Linked DNA regions of Mus musculus: region 1 is linked to region 2. Evidence: chromatin contacts called from public Hi-C data. All regions are on one chromosome and are shown on one strand. The core of a region is the stretch at or near the end of the contact, and the rest is flanking DNA. Distances in the headings are between cores, read along the strand shown.

Region 1 (4,590 bases), core at 11-2,510, 3.2 Mb before region 2:
GAGTCCTCAGAAGTACTGAAAATCAGTGAGATTGGTAAAGGCGCTTGCTATCCAGCCCAATGAATGAGGGTTTTATCCCTAGAACCTACTTGGTGGAAGGAGAAATCTAACTCCTGGCAAATTGTCCTCTGACCACAACACACATGCAAAGGAAATAAATAAACAATGCAATAAAAATATTAAAAGAAGTACTAAAACCCATTTAACCTCATGGGGATGTTGAGATAAAAATCATTAAATTAATGCTTGTTTACTGACCTAAACCTGAAGTTGGCTTGATTAAGCATTCATTCAGACATCTGAATGTTAGTTTATGGAAACAAAGGGAGGGGGAGGGGGAGAGGTGAGGTGAGAGGGAGGGACTGTGAGGAGAGGGAGGGAGGGAGGGTCTCAGAGGAGAGGAGAAAGGGGAAGTTGCAATCTAGATGGAAAGTAAATAAATACAAAATTATCATAAAAGGCAGGCTAATAGAAAGTTACACCAAAGCATTTTTAAAAAGCATCTAATTGGAAATTTTAATTCAATAGACCTGTCATTTTCACTCCTGTTTTTCCTGGGGGAAGAACAGTGTTTTATTACTTTTCAAAAGTTGTTAGAAAACAACCAACTTTCTTTTTTTTTTTTTTTGAGACAGGGTTTCTTTGAATAGCCCTGGTTGTCTTGGAACCCACTCTGTAGACCAGTCTGGCCTCGAACTCAGAAATTCGCCTGCCTCTGCCTCCCGAATGCTGGTATTAAAGGTGTGCGCCACCACCGCCCGGCTCTGCGTGACTTCATAACCCTTCTTTTTCTGCATATCAGAAAACCGGTGCCAATTAAACAAGTTTTAAAATTATTTTCTCATGCCAAGTTGGAGGAAAGATGGGAGGACGAGGAGAAGGGAAAAAAAAAAAAAAGAAACTCTAGTTAAATTAAGTAGTAACTTGCCTTGTCCTTCGGTAGTTCGTTTGTTAATGAATTGAGACAGTTTGTATAGGTGTTGTACAGGACTATCTTCTGAAACAAACAAAATCTATCTTACCACATTCTGTAATGTCTACTGGCAAAAGATCATCTCAGCTGGGCTTGTTGACCCACACCTGCTCATAAAGGGGCAGGGAGGTCAGGCGACCCTTACCTGAGTATCCACCCTACCTACTGTAGTACGCAATTTTATCCATAACTAGAAGTGGCCTCGCTGAGGGGAGGGGTAGAGTCTGTAACCTAGGAAGACTAAGGGAGTGGGGTGGCTGGGTGGAGAAGTCTTCATCCCGACTGGGTAAAGGCTTTCTAGGCGTAACTTGGGGGGATGAACACCCTGGCTCTGTGAGCAACTCCTCCTTTACGTCATAGAAGGAAGCTCAACTCACCATTCCCTCCGCAGAGTGTCCTTTGGAGGACTCTTCTGTTTGCTGCTGGAACAAGGATAGGCCTTGTCTGTCTGCTCAAGAGAAGGAATTTTAGCTGACTAGCCTAGGCTGGGCTTGTATTCACTATGTAGGGAAATCTGCCCTTGAACTTCTAGTTCTTCTCTGTTTCCCACCCAAGTACTGGGATTACAGGCAGGTGCCACACCACAGCCGACTAATGGTGATAATTATAAGCACACAGGAAAACCTTTGCCCAGACTTCATTCTGAGAAATACTGAAACCACACCAAACTAGCAGTTTCTGACCTTTGTCCCTCATTTTACAGCCCACAAAGCTATGACTTGAACAGCTAAGACTTCGCTGTTATTTAAAATTACAACAAATATTTCCTCCAAGTAGGTATGTTTTACACATTTGTATCATAACAGGGCTAACATGTCATTTAATATACAGGAAAAGGAACGGAAGTACAAGAGTGACTCTGCTATTATTCTACTCCAAAGTGAGCAGTGTAAATCCTTAAATTTCCCTCTCAGGCCAAGTAGGTGGGCTTCCGCCCTTGCATCTGTGTTCCGGATGTTTGGTTACCAGGCAACGTCTAGCGCCTGCCAGACACCTGTGAAGGGGTGCGGCCCCTGGTCCCCGAGCCTCGGTCCTGGACCTAATCGGCGCCTGCGCAAAATGTGCACAGGCAGGCGTTACCTGCGACCGGCCACCCGCAGAGAGTGGACGGGCGTGGCCGCCCAGTCAAACTCGCGGGTCCAGGCCGGGCAGCGCCTGCTGGGAACAGACTGTACCCCAGGCTCTAGAGGACCTCCCCAAGCTTTTGCTGCGTTCCTAGAGTATGGTGCCCATAGTTCTGGGACCGAGTAGGCTATGCTGGGGAGGGGTCACCTGGCGGGTTGGGCATACTTCAACAGGCATTGGACTAGTGGAACATAGGTAACAAGTGTCCTGTTTTAGTGTGTGGGGGGAGTAGGTGATCGAGTCAGGGCCCTGGTCACTTAGCTGCCACACATTTCTCAAGCTCCCACACAGACGTAGGAGAACAGCGAGCCTCCCAGCGTGCCGGATAGCGGACTGCTTAGAGAACTCACTCCCCTCCCCAGGCCTCTAGAGGAAGGCTCTTACCCAACATGCACCAGGAGCTAATTTGCATAACCCCAAGGTAAACCACACGGACCCACGCCGCCAGCGTGATCCCCACTAAGCAGCAGGGGTTCATGAGCATAGCTACACAGTTTCACTGAAAAAACTTTTTCTTTGTTCCCGGGTTTACTGGGAGGCTAGGAGAAAAACGCGGGTCAAAGTCACCCTAACTTAAAAAGTCAGGAATTCTTCGTCCTTATATAGTCCACGGCTAGACACTACGATCGTGCTCGCTTCGGCAGCACATATACTAAAATTGGAACGATACAGAGAAGATTAGCATGGCCCCTGCGCAAGGATGACACGCAAATTCGTGAAGCGTTCCATATTTTGGCTCTGCTTACTATGAACAGGTCATTGGACCAAATTCCAAACAATAACTTTTGACTTCTCCCTCACAGCGTCTCCAAGTCAACCCAGCGCGTCATTCTTAAATCCTATCCTAGCTTTTTACTACTGTATCTGGCCCCTAGTGCTTGTTTTCATCAACTAAAATCTGCTGTTATTAAATTTGGGGAATGCATCATTGGCCAGTGTTTCTTCCAGGCTACATGCAGAGGGGCGCCTAGTGAGACAGATCCTAATGGCAGGCTGTTTTTTAGCTGTTACACACACTCGGGTCTACAAGCCGGAAGAGAATGAACTAGCGACGCTCCTGCTGTTTCCCTATTAGGGCTCATCAATTCATCAATGTAAATTAAAAAAAAAAAAGATTAATAAAGAAATTCATAAACTAAAAAGTCTTCTAAGAGAAAAATGTCATTATTCCCGGGGTGCTTGGGGTTTAGTATTACCTACCTGTTACCGCGAAACTCCATCTTATAAAGATATATACAAAGTTGCCAGCATTGTAAACTAGAATCTCAGTTTACACCCAATGTACTTTATTTAACACTACAGAGAGATAACAAAAATCGAGGTTGCAAAATATGGAACGCTTCACGAATTTGCGTGTCATCCTTGCGCAGGGGCCATGCTAATCTTCTCTGTATCGTTCCAATTTTAGTATATGTGCTGCCGAAGCGAGCACGATCTTAAGGCCTAACCGTGGACTATATAAGGACTCAGAAAATCAGATTCTTTAACTTAGGGTGATTTTAGTGCTTACGATCCTCGAACTCCTCCGTGCACCCTAAAACGAAGGAGAAATTTTTCAGCAGAACTGTGTGGCTAGACTCTTGAAATCCCCCTGCTGCTGAGGGAATTGCGCAGGCAGCGTGGGTCCGTGTGGTTTACCACGGGGGGGGGTATGCAAATTAGAGCCCGGTGCATGTCGGGTAATAGTCTTCCTCTGGAGGCCTAGGGAAGGTGGTGAGTTCGTGGCTCTCTCCCCGCGCGGCATGCCGGGACTGCGGGCGGTGAAGCCTCAACTTCTGTGAGCCGGCAGACTCCGTACCGCACAGCTCTAGACTAGTTGGTTTCACCACTTAAACGTTCTAGGGATAAGCACATTGGAAACAGAAAGTAGGGAACAAACAAAAGTCCCTAACTACCCTACCATTAGTAAGTCCTTTACTATATCTTACATTACAGCAAGTCCTTTCTATATCGCTTAATACTCAGCTCGCTCTCAAATTTACTTGATTTCAAAGATGCCATCTTAGAAATTGTCATAACATAAAGGGCTATACTTAATCTCACATCTTATTTAATGGCGGTATGCTTTGACTTCTATTTTCCAACGATCATTATTCGTTTCTCTTCAGGCTGTTAATTTCCTGAAGAAATAAGATACCTTGTTGTGGGTATGTCTTAGATGTGGTCCATTGTGTTGTTATGGATTTTATGTTGCTTAATTTGTTTATTCTCCCCGTTTCTTGAAAATGTGTAGTTTTGCAGAGGCTGAGAGTTTGACTTTAAAAAAAAAAAGCCGTATGCAATCATGATGGTAGGGCATGCACTTGATATTGTACCTCATCAGGAGCATGTGACGTTGACATGTGAATAATGAAATCTCATGGAGTCAGTATCCTGACACCTCCATTATCAAGCTTTTACAAATCTTCCACCCAATGGTTTTAGACAACACTGATAAACATTGTTCTGGTATGTTCGTATTTAACCCTTGGGTAGAGCACGCTGGCGCGGAA
Region 2 (5,025 bases), core at 1,234-3,733:
CAGAAATCTGCCTGCCTCAAGCCTTCCAAGTACTGGGATTAAAGGCATGAGCCACCACGCCCGGCGAGATTCTATGTTTTGCCGAGTTTACTGCTGGGTTATTAAGAGAAGCGTGGCTTGAATCCATGCCTCTTCTCTCTTACTTCCTTATGTCTGAGCCTGGCCTCGAATTTGAGACAAATTTCTTGTCGCAGCCCCTGGAGTTGCTGCAATTACAGGTGTAAGCCACCAGGCTTGGCTCCTTCTGTTTACCTTTGAGCAGGAGAAGCAGAAAGCACCCACTTGAGGACCACTGTATGCCATGAGAGTGCCTGCAAGCTTTGAGGCCACACTACTTACATTCAAATCTGAGACCGGTTATTTATTACCTGTATGACCTTGGTGAGGTAGTTTAACTGCTCTGTGCCTCAGTTGTCTCCTCTGCAAAGTTAACTCTCAGATTTGTGTAGAGATTAAATGGACTGATTTACTTAAAGTACCTAGCAGTACAAGGCATAAGGGCGACCAGAAATCTCAGTACTATTTAGCACACATTCTCTGGTTACTGATAAAACAAAGATTAGCTGGGGCCAAGGACTTTTGCCAACAGCTGTTTTTATTTGATCTGCATTTAAGAAACAGAACCCCAAGGCCAGGAGTGGTAGTACAGGCCAATATCCCAGCTCTAAGGAAGATGAGGCCATGCTATGAACTCAAGGCCAGCAAGACTGTCTCAACAAACATGCTCACAACAACAAAAAACCCCACTTCATCTGAGGCAGTGTTTGTATCTTGACATTCTGTACAGAAGTCACAGTTTTAGTTTCTCTTGCAGATTTGGAAGGCCTGATATTGTTAGGCTAAAATTATCAGATCCTATCAACTGCCTGGTTGCAACATAGTAGCTGCCCCCACAGTAACTTTGCTTTGTCTTTTATTTTCATGCTTGATTAAAACAACCCTTGTTCTCAAGGAACTTGCAATCTTATAAGTGACCCACATTGGCTGAATATAGACTGCTAGGAAAAGAAGAAAAAAAGGACGGAGCATAGCCATCGTCTGGTGGAACATGAGCCATCGTCTGGTGGAACATGAGAGCGTCTGAAGTGTGGAAGATGGTGGTGATGGTGATGTTTGTATATGCTTGGCCCAGGAAGTGGCACTATTAGGAGGTGTGGCCTTGCTGCAGTAGGTGTTAGAGCAAGTGTGTCGTTGTGGGCATGGGCTTTAAGACCCTCATCCTAGCTCCCTGGGAGCCAGTCTGAATAAGATGATGTAGGACCCTCAGCTCCTCCGGATGCTGGCATGCTCCCGCCTTGATGGTAATGGACAGAACCTCTGAACCTGTAAGAAAATGAGCAAGCTGAGAAAGGAAAAATATTTAAAGGGACACCGGGAAGTAGAACAGAGCAAAATCTTTTGTTTTAGGAGATAACAGATCCCACTCAGCTAAATTTAAGTCTATGTGTGATGGAACATACCTTTAATCCCAGGAGACAGAGCCGTGCAGATCACTAAACTCAAGGTCAGCCTACTGAGCAAGTTCCAGGACAGCTAAGTTTCATTCTACTTCCTGGTGTCCCTTTAATACTTTAACCATATATTTTGTTGATAAAATGGACATAATACCGACTCCTACCTTAGGGCTATTAAACTAAAAATTGAACTCAGCAAATCCATGCAGTGAATTTACCAAGATAACCTGATAAAGAGTGAAAGTGATCGGTTATAAGTTACGATTATTATGGTAGTTATGGCATCGTCCTTGTCTGTGTAATCCTGTTTTTGAAAAAAAAAAAATGACATCTTTTTAAGTCAAATATTTATTTTTCACTGGAACCTGAAATTAAATCAATTTAATTTGGGTAGCTTCTTCCATTAAAAAAAAAAAAAAAAAGTAAGAACGCAAGATTGAAATACTAAGATAAAATTTCCTTCCCCTCTGTAGTTTTGGTTGTAAAAATTCCAAGAACAATGAAATTTTCTTTGTGAAAATTATTTCTTACACATACAATTCAATTTAATAGTTTACTAGCTGTACTAAAGGTACTACTAGTGTAGAAGAGACGATTCTGTAACCCTCCAGGCTCACAGAGTATGCAAAGACCCTTTCAGGCAAAGGATCTTTTCACATTCTTCTCACAGTTTGAGTAGCTAGGCAGATCAGATAACCACTTGGCGGGAAAAGGATAAGTACAGACCAAATCCGCACAATCTGTTTCTGTTTAGTTTATAAACTGCGTCCCAGTATGTCAGCTTTCCTGCCTTGTGGGACTTGAAGTCCGAAGTGAGAAGCGATTAAGGCAGCTGAATCTTAGAAACCCATAGCCCCTGAAGCTCTGAGGCCTAAGGACTACAATTCCCGACAGACAGCGGAAGGCCGCGCCGTAATCACCGGTAACCAATCGTTCGCTTGCAAGACAAGCCACGCCTCTAGCTCCGGGACAGCCTTGACCAATGGCAGAGCTCGCAGCGCAAGCCTGCGGGTTAGGTTGTGAGGCTGAGGCCGGGGGTGGGGAGGAGTCGAGGGTTTCGGATCCAGCTCGGTGGCCGGGTGGGTCGGGGCGTTCGGCGCGCCCTTCACCGAAGCGGCAGTGGCCGGGCTGGGAGCAGGAAGTGGGAAGCGACGGCGAGGTTGGAAAATGCCGGTCCATTCTCGAGGGGATAAGAAGGAGACGAATCATCACGATGAGATGGAGGTGGACTACGCGGAGAACGAGGGGAGCAGTTCCGAAGACGAGGACACCGAGAGCTCGTCGGTCTCGGAGGATGGGGACAGTTCAGGTGCGCTACCCAGCTGGGCGGGGATGCCGGGTCCCTTGCGCCGCGCGCGCGACAGGCCGCGGTGCTCACGCCGGGCGGTGCGTCCTGCTGCGAGCGCGGGGCGGGGAGATGGGGAAGGGGCGGGGACTGGCTCGGCGTCTGGCACCCGGAGCTGCGGGTCGCCGCGGGCTCCAGTTCTGGCTCTGGCTCCCGGTGGGCTGGGCGCCCGCAGGCTTTGAGGACCCGAGGCGATTCTGTGCACTGTGGGACCCGCCCTAGGGTCACCTGGCAGTACCCTGGGGCTACCGGCTCCGGAGTGGAATGTCCGGCTGGCTGGTCTGGAAGACTGCAAATGTCCCTTAGCTGACACCACCGACCTCTTTACTAGTAGTCTCAGCAACCTTTGTCAGCGTTTTTGTGGGGGCTGAGGATAAATTTGCCTTGGTCCTTGGCGGGCTTGCCACTCATCAACCTTAGCTTTCAGGTCAGCCTCTCACCAGTACTGTCATCAGAGGACTGACTTGGGAACTCTCAGGTTCATAATAGGTCCCAAAAGTTTTCAAGACGAAGAAGGGACCAGCCTGAGGGATCATTTGGAATCTTTGTCAGTTTTTAATCTGGAAGATGTGGGCAGTGTTGACATTCCCAGAATCTTCAAGCTTTGGTTATTTTGTAACTTTGGGCTGTTTCTAACCCCTTATAAGTCTTTTAATACTTTAATAAAATGAATGGAACTGATTTCCCGGATCTTCCTCTAACCATATGACAGACTGAGAATGGCTTTGTCTAACCCTGGTTTTGGCTGTGTAATGGGAAGCATTGATAACAGGTTAATGACTGTGGTATCACCTCACACCTTTTTTTTTTTCAGGTTTGTCTGTCAAAAAAGTATACTTGGAAGCATGTAATGCCGATAAGTCAGCCATCCAAAAGTAAATATTTATGAAGTTTTTACTCATAAATATTTATACTCATATACTCATTTATATACTCATACTCATTATACTCATAAATAAACATGAGGATAAATTTATAGTTATCTCCGTTGAAGAACAGTGTTTTGCTTACTCAGCAGGACAGTTGAACTCATGAATTCATGGTAGTTGTGACAGTGTGCACAAGACCTGGGCAGACTCAATCCAGACTAAAATCCCAGTATGGAGGGGTAGAGGTGGGCATGAAGTTCCACCACTAAGCAGAGGAGCTATGGACATTTGTTAGCAAGACCCTGGTAGGCACCCACGCATCAGGGCAGGGACTTAGGGGTGGATCTGGAGGAGTTGGGGAGCGGAAGTGAGTATGTTCAAATACATTGTATAACATTTTCAAAGAACTAATAAAAATATCTAAAACAAAACAAACCTGTTGTAAGTTACCACTTGATTAAGTTGCCAAATAAACAATTGAATGTAACAGAGTTAGGAACGGAGGAAAGACTCCAGATATATGTGTTCAGCACATTTAGTAGAGGAAAGGGCCACTGCCTTGTTTTGTGGAGTTTAGGTTGGGATAGTTAGGGTGGAAAGTTCATATAGGAGAAAGAATGTAAGAAGAAGTGCAAAGGCCAGAGTTCAGGGCTCATTGAAGAATGAGAAAAGCAGTTTGCTTGGGAGACCAAGAAGCCTGAAAAGGCAAAGAGTGCTGCAGCTGTGAGAGATTTCAGAGAAGGCAAAAACCAGACTCGAACTGTGCAAGTTTAGGAGTGAGGTAAGAGGAAGCCTAGACACAGGGAGAGGTGTGGGGAGCGTCAACGCTGACGGAGAAACAGAATATGGAAATGAAGAGAGAAGGGAAAGTATTTGAGCATATTGCTGTTCAGTATGTGTGCTATTTATGTAAGAATGTCCAAACTGACAGAAGAAATGTAGCATTGGGACATGCCTGGGATGAGGAAAAGAACTCTGGGGTCATCCGACTAGCCGGGGATGTGGGTGAGACTTCAAAGGTAGCCAGTTGACATGAAGTAGGGATTAAGAATCACGTTTATTAAAAAGAAAAAAAAAGAATCACGTTTATACTCTATACAGTTCTGGGCTCTAAAAAGTGTTTTGTGGTGGTTTTATTTTGTTGGTGGAGTATAGAGGGCAGGGTCTTGCTGTCAGGAGCAGAGCATTTTTATAGTCAAACATTCTTGGTTTCTTTTTTGTTTGTTTTTATTTTTATTTTTTTTTAAGATTTTCTTTTTAATGATGTGTCTATGTATATGTCCGCGTGTAGGAATGGGCATTTGGGTGAAGGTGCCCATGGAGTGCAGAAGAGGGCACTGCGTGTTCTGGAGCTGGC

The links. A called contact is a pair of places that touch in the nucleus more often than the background predicts.
Region 1: a Hi-C map of B cells shows a contact between it and region 2, with 7 read pairs. The contact joins the promoter of 1700031P21Rik here to the promoter of Brms1l in region 2. A contact is called at or near these places in 1 of 39 promoter capture datasets (pre-B cells) and 2 of 484 Hi-C or Micro-C datasets (B cells and CD4 T cells).

What each region holds. Positions count from the first base shown.
Region 1 is chr12:52,601,062-52,605,651 of GRCm38.p6, forward strand. 1700031P21Rik (RIKEN cDNA 1700031P21 gene) reads right to left here and starts at 1,261. Exons shown (of 3, transcript NR_045910.1): 1 at 1,119-1,261; 2 at 929-994. It overlaps Gm35239 (a long non-coding RNA gene), which reads left to right and starts at 1,892. Exons shown (of 7, transcript XR_001780617.2): 1 at 1,892-4,003. It overlaps Gm23296 (a small nuclear RNA gene), which reads right to left and starts at 3,530; the gene lies at 3,424-3,530. LOC115488100 (a small nuclear RNA gene) reads left to right here and starts at 2,727; the gene lies at 2,727-2,833.
Region 2 is chr12:55,833,883-55,838,907 of GRCm38.p6, forward strand. Brms1l (breast cancer metastasis-suppressor 1-like) reads left to right here and starts at 2,484. Exons shown (of 10, transcript NM_001037756.3): 1 at 2,484-2,763. The coding sequence starts at 2,622.